Regions from separate parts of the Mus musculus genome. Here region 2 is linked to region 1. Evidence: chromatin contacts called from public Hi-C data. All regions are on one chromosome and are shown on one strand. Each heading gives the region's core, a stretch centred on a gene start, on an enhancer-like site or on the middle of the called end of the contact. The rest is flanking DNA. Distances are from core to core; before and after follow the strand shown.

Region 1 (3,184 bases), core at 59-2,558:
TTTCATGTGTCCCCCACAAAGCCTATTCTGCTTTGAAAAGTGAAAAATTTGCTTAAAATGAAGACTCTGCCCTCTTTCTGTTTCAATGTATTTTGGGTCTCTATAAGAAATGAGCCCTCAGTCAGTTTGGACAAAAGTGCCAAGATATACTCATAGGTAGGACGGATAGTTGGCCCCTTTCAGCAGTCTCTTCATTTCTACTCTTTCCTACCTGGGCAAAGACTCATAAATCAATGATCCACAGGAATCTTACTCAACCTAGGAGTATAAAGTTCACATTCCCCCTCCACACTAAACTTTAAAAATGGGGTTTGTTTATATTAGACTAAACCTAGTAGGCAACAAGTTAGTGGTTAGAAGGGAAAGGTGTCGATCAGACCCGTTCTCTAGGAACAACGTTAACTAGTACTTCCTATTTTCAAAGTTTTTATGTTTTCGGTAGAGGATTTCGAAGAAAGGGTGCGGGCATAACGTCTATGAGTTACACATACTGTTCCTACTAGAATACATGCACCACCAGCCTCGACTTTCAAAACACAGTGCAGCGACTGGCAAAAAAAGGCGCTGAATAAAATGCTTGTATACGGCAGCTCCAGTTTCCATAAAAGACGAAAACAAAGCCTGAGTTATTTCTACTTCTTGATATAGATGCCCAGTATCTGCGACTGCCTCTTCCAGGTCCTACTAGCGGCCATCCCGCCTCCGTTTTCTAAAACCGGTTTTGGAAACGAGAGTATTCTCCAGAAAATTTTACTCAACAAAGGGGCAAATCTCAGTAGTGAGGGTAAAGAGACGAGCTGCGAACCAGGCACTCGGCACGTCCCTCCGTGTCCTAGTCTCAGGTAGGAACTAAAGAGGCCCACACCCCTAGATTCGGCCCTACACTGAAACTCCATTAAGTTCGTTGCTACCGGGTCACTAATTCCGCAGGGGTGTGAGCGAAGCACCCTGTCAGGCCCCAGCAAGGTTTGCAACCCACGCGAGCTGCTCCTCCGACCCGCCCTCCCGCTCACCTTCGTGTGCATCTCCGGCGCTCGCAGCAGCCAGCAGCTGTGTCAGCGCCAAGAGCAGGACCAACAGCCAAGCTTTCCGGAGCTTCATGATTGGGTGCAGAGCTGGGCCTGCAGACACCGGCCACCGCAGAGCACTCGCCGACCTCCCGAGCGACGCCGGAGCGCACCAAAGCCTCCAGGAAGTTCAGGCCGGTGATTGGTTGGAGGTAAGGAAGCCGCGGCCCGTCCAATCCCCGCACGAATCAGGGCGAGAGCCGTGGCGCCCCGCCTACACCGCCCCGCCCCGCTGCCTGAGCCCTCCGCGCGGGCGCGCCCCTCAGCTCCGCGTTTAAAACTCCGAGCCCTAGTGTGAGGTGCCCCCTTCTGATTGGCTGTGCCGCGACCACCAATCACGGGCTGCCACTCGGTTTGCTTGGAGCGCCCAGGTCCGGAAAGAGTGCGGGGGAGAACAAAGGCAACCAGCCCTGCACAGGGAGGCGGGGCTTGAGCACTCCGAGGGGAGGGATTGGTTGGGAGGTCAGCTCCCTTTGGCCAAGCTTGGCAGGAAGAACACGTGTAAGAAACTCAAGGAAATGGTGGGGTGCATGTGTAGGCTCGTCCGTCTGAGGCTGTCCTTGTGCAGGAAACTAAAGAGGACAGAACTTTTGGGAAAAAGTGAGATCAGAGATCCCGCCTCTGTTCCCCTGTTCTTTGGCTTCTTGTTTTTTCTGTTGAGCATATAAAAGTTTGAGTTTCTTTCCTAGATACTAGGTTCGGAGAGGTATATGAAATAGATTAGTTGTTTCAGAGCTGGGTGGGCTGACTCCAGGTCTGTGGAGGCAGAGACCCATGACTTTTAGTGATATCCTGTCGCAAAAAAAAAAAAAAAAGAAAGAAAGGAAAGAAAGAAAGAAAGAAAGAAAAGAAAAATTACAACTTGGACTCCATGACTAAGTCTATAAGTCAGAGTCTTGTCTGAACGTTGCCTTGTATTATGATTTTTCTGAAGAGAGAGAGAGAGATAACCAATCTAGTGATTTAGATCTAGAAATAACCGTGAGTGTTTTGGAAAAGAAACTAGGTTTGCATGTCAGAAAAGAAAGCTGTACTGGCATTAGGGTTAGCACCTGTGGATTAACATATGATATGACGTAGAAGACAAATGAGGCTAAATAAATAAATCTTAGAGAGTCCTGCAATATTTTCTGATGTATACAGGAGGAGAAAATGAGCTGTATTTATCACTACTCCCCTGGGTTGTCATTTTAGCACTATTAGGCTAGGTTCCTAGGCCAATTTGAATATGTGTTTTCCTTTACTCCTGCAGATCTCTCTCTAGAGAAGTAGTCCATTGGGATTGTCTATCTACTAGTGTATCTGTGACAATTCCTGCATGCATGTCCACAGCCAGAAGTTCAGATTATATGTTTTGAAAACTAAATTAAGACTAGACAGGCACACAACCTACATGCTCTGGATTCATGAGGTTTATGATTGATTCTATCTAGGTTAAACCACAAGAGATTACTGCAGTCTCTTGTGTTTTCTGTAGAACTCAGTGATGGTTCTACCTTTTTTATTATTCTGATATAATTCTTTTCTGTAGTTTCAACTACTTTGGAGTCTAAAGCAGATCATTTTAGCCCAGAAATTCAAAGCTAAACTGGACAAGAGAGTAATGCCTCGTCTCAAAACAAACAAAACCAGATACACACAAACCTATGACCTCTCCTCCAACATAAAACAAAAATAGCTCCATTTCTTTTAACTTTTATTATTTTATCTGTAAGAGTGTTTATGTGTATATACATGCCTGATGTATTCAGAGGTCAGAAGAGGGCATCAGATTTTCTGGAGCTAAAAAGTGGGTGCTCTAGACTCTCACGTGTGTTTGTTTTGTTTGTTGTTTGTTTTTTGGGGTCTTGTTTGGTTTTATGTTTGTTTGATTTTGCTTTTTGGTTTTGTTATTGGTGGTAGTGGTGGTGGTTATTTGGTTTTGATTTTCTTTTTTTTTTTTTTTCTTTTTTCTTTTTTTTTTCTTTTTTCTTTTTTTTTTTTTTTACAAGAGCACAAATCTACTTTTATTTATTTACTCTCCATTAGTTTAAATCTGGGATGGGTACAGCATCACACGGATTCTGTGTCCAATGGCCTTTGCAGGAAGGTGGCTTCGGAATTTGGCACGAACCATA
Region 2 (3,015 bases), core at 272-2,771, 230 kb after region 1:
TTACCTGGGACAAGAAAAAAAAAAAAAGCCAGCAGGACAAGACATCTTTACTAACCACCTGAATCAGACAGAGCTCAAAGGAAAATGGTTTTTTTTTCCTTCTCCATTTAGGGATTTGGAATACTGGAAAGGGGTGAAGGGTCATAAGGTATAGCCCCCCCCCCCCCCAAGTCCTGATACAATGTCATCAGCTCCAGCAAACCTGTGGCTTGACCTTACCCTCAAGCAAAGACAGCTAAATCGAATAAGCTCAAATTCTCAAGCTGCTACCTGCTAGCAGGAGAGGAACGTTAGAATTCCTCTGCGCCACATTTCACAGCTTCTACCTGTCTCTCTTTCCTCCCCACCCTTGTGTGGTAAATGATTAGGGGCTCCAGGATCCATGCCAACATACTAGAAACATGCATAACGACACACATCTGACTTTTTACAAAAGCTGTGCCATTTTCTTACATGACCCAGGATGGTTCACTCAGAATTACATGCCATGAAGACCTAAGCCCAGAGGTAAGAATGTTTAAAAAAAAATCTTCATTTTATTTCCCAGGTGTTTTGTTATTGTTATTTTAAGAACTGCGAGGTTTTTAGGAAGCCATCTATCCTATCTCTTCCAGTATACATGGAAACAGGTTCAAAGGCACGGACTCCCATGCAGCAAACCCGCCTAGCACAGCCAGGGTGCCTCAGAGAGCACGTTGGGTGGGAGGGCGTTTAATTATTGAATGGCCCTCGGAAGAACATCAACCTCTTAGGCTCTCATTCGCCAGACCCCATTTATCCGTACCCCAAGTTTGACTCGGGGTGCTCCTGACGCAGAGGCTATGGATCACACTGCTCCCCACACCGGAGTCGCTGGGCTGGGCGCTGCCCGGCCTTCCCCTCCTCCCCCGACGGGCCGCAGCCAGTGCTCGGCTAGCCCAGGCCGCCCACCCTGGCGAAGCCGCCGCCAGCGCCACCCCTCCCCGTCCAGGCCCGCGGCACGCTGGGCAGGCCTCTACGGGACTGCGGGCACCTAGCCCGGGCCGACTCGCTACGTGACCTTGGGGCAGGCAGGGCAGGTCGCCGCCGGGTGTCCGTGCCTCAGTGTCTCCGCTCTGCGAAATGGGAGAGCCGCGTCAGCACCGCGCCCAGGCCGGGAGCCGTTCCGCGGGGCCGAGCTCTGCGGAAAACGTGCCGCTGGCCACCCCGACGGACGCAGCGCCGGCTCCGCAGCCAGGGAGCGAGCGCGCCGCCCGCGCCCCACCTCGGGCCGCGTGTCCGGGAGCCGTGCGGCCGCGCAGCCTCGCACGGACGGCCGCCGCTCCCGCCCGCCCCGGCCGTCCTCCCCCCCAGGGGGCGCGCGAGCCCGCCAGGGCGCCCCCTCCCCGCTAACGTCGCCGCGCCCGGCCCTTACCGAGACCCCAGGCCGGGCCACCGAGCCCGGAGCACGCAGGCTGTCCCCGGGGCCCCGAGGCCGCGCGTCCGTGCGCGCGCGGGCTGCCCTCCCCCGAGCCGGGGCCGCCTCGGCCATGGCCCCGCGCCGCCCGGCCCGCGCCGTGCGAGTCCCCGCCGCCGCCGCCGCCGCCGCGCGCAGCCCCACGCAGGCCCGGCGCCGTGGGCGGGCTGGCAGTGCGGCGCGGCCTGGCCTCACCCGCCGGGGCTGCGCGGCCGTCGGGCCCCGGCCTGCTCGGGGCTGTGCTCGGCGGGCGGGCGCGGGCGGCGGTGGCGGCGGTGGCGGCGTCGGAGCGCGGCTGTGCGGGCTGCGCCCGGGCGGCGAGCTGGGCCCCAGCGCTCTGCGGCCGCCCCCGGCGCGCTCGCCCGCCCCGAGCGGCCGACGCTGCGACCCCGGCTGCGGCCCGGGTCCCGGCTGCGAGCTGCGCGGCCGTCCCGGCGCCTCTTCAGCAGGGGAGCTGCACCGCAGCTGCCATGTTGCTACAAACTGCATCCTGGGAGGCATGTCCCTCTCAGGCGTTTCAAGAGGAGCGCTCGGAGGCTCGTCGGAGGCGGCCGGAACCCAGACAGCTCCATCTACAGCCGGTAGGAGCGAACAGTGAGGCGCGGGCCGCCTCGGCGCCGGACACGCCCTGAGCCCGTCGCGGCTCCCGGTCCCTCGCGGCTCACCTGGCGTCTTGGCGGCCCGGCGCCCTCGGGCCAGGCCGCGGCGGGCAGCGGCGGGCAGCGGCGGCGGCGGAGGCGGCGGAGCGGAATCCCGGGCGCGCGGCGCGCTGGGTCTGGAGGCGGGCCGATGGGCTCCGACAGCCTTCCGCCCGCGGCCGCCTGCGCGTCTCAAACCCAGAACCCGGTCGTTGGCTTTCAAAACCTGCGCTCACAAAGGGATCGGAGAGAGCCGTCACACCACAGAAAGCCGGAGTTCATGTGACCAGCGCAGTGCAGCCCGGGTTCCAGGGACGCGGGCTGTGGATCCAAGGGGAGCGAGGGGTGGGGGTGGGAGTGCTTTGTGAAAAGCCTCAGTGTTGTTTTCGGCCAGAAAGGACAGAATTCCTGGAATCTTTGAGGGCACGGGTTGGAAGGGGCTAGACGGGCTACTTAGGAGGAAACTGAGGCCGAGCCGGGAGTGGCTTGCTGATCCCAAGTTGCAGTTTTCGCCCCCTTGTACTCTTTCCAACCATGAGAGAGAACCCTCTTTCCTGGACAGGTTCAGTGAATCGCACGTTTACTGAATTTGCAGGAGCTGCCAAGATTTGGGAATGGAATGAAAAAAGAAAAATAAGTCTGAGCAGGTGTCCTGGTTACAGTTAGGGATGAATGAACCCCAACTGGAACCTAGAGGAAAAGCCAGAATAATTTTTTCACTTCATAGAACCCCGGGGGTGTCTGGGTTGGAGCTTGTCTTAGAAGGCAACCGGGCAATATGAAGCTCTCAGTAAAAAAACGGAGACCACCAGGCCAAGGACATCTCATTTATTCGTGAAGTGTCACGTGCTCCCCCCCAATATGTCTATGAATTGCGTATCATGTGTGCATACACAGGCAGTGCACACTACTGGCTTTCCTATTCTTGAAGTTTTACATAAG

The links. Hi-C and Micro-C count contacts between places; a contact is called where the count stands out from the background.
Region 2: a contact with region 1 is called in a Hi-C map of B cells, with 22 read pairs. The contact joins the promoter of Zfp777 here to the promoter of Pdia4 in region 1. A contact is called at or near these places in 7 of 39 promoter capture datasets (the C10 cell line, cranial neural crest, frontonasal cranial neural crest and 4 more), 2 of 484 Hi-C or Micro-C datasets (B cells and nephron progenitors), 5 of 115 datasets of contacts at active chromatin or transcription factors (the SCID.adh cell line, effector CD8 T cells, embryonic stem cells and 2 more) and 2 of 9 other capture datasets (adipose tissue and liver).

What each region holds. Positions count from the first base shown.
Region 1 is chr6:47,812,204-47,815,387 of GRCm38.p6, forward strand. Pdia4 (protein disulfide isomerase associated 4) reads right to left here and starts at 1,309. Exons shown (of 10, transcript NM_009787.2): 1 at 1,014-1,309. The coding sequence starts at 1,101. It also overlaps the pseudogene Rpl35a-ps7.
Region 2 is chr6:48,046,593-48,049,607 of GRCm38.p6, forward strand. It overlaps Zfp777 (zinc finger protein 777), which reads right to left and starts at 1,522. Exons shown (of 6, transcript NM_001081382.1): 1 at 1,394-1,522. The coding sequence starts at 1,510.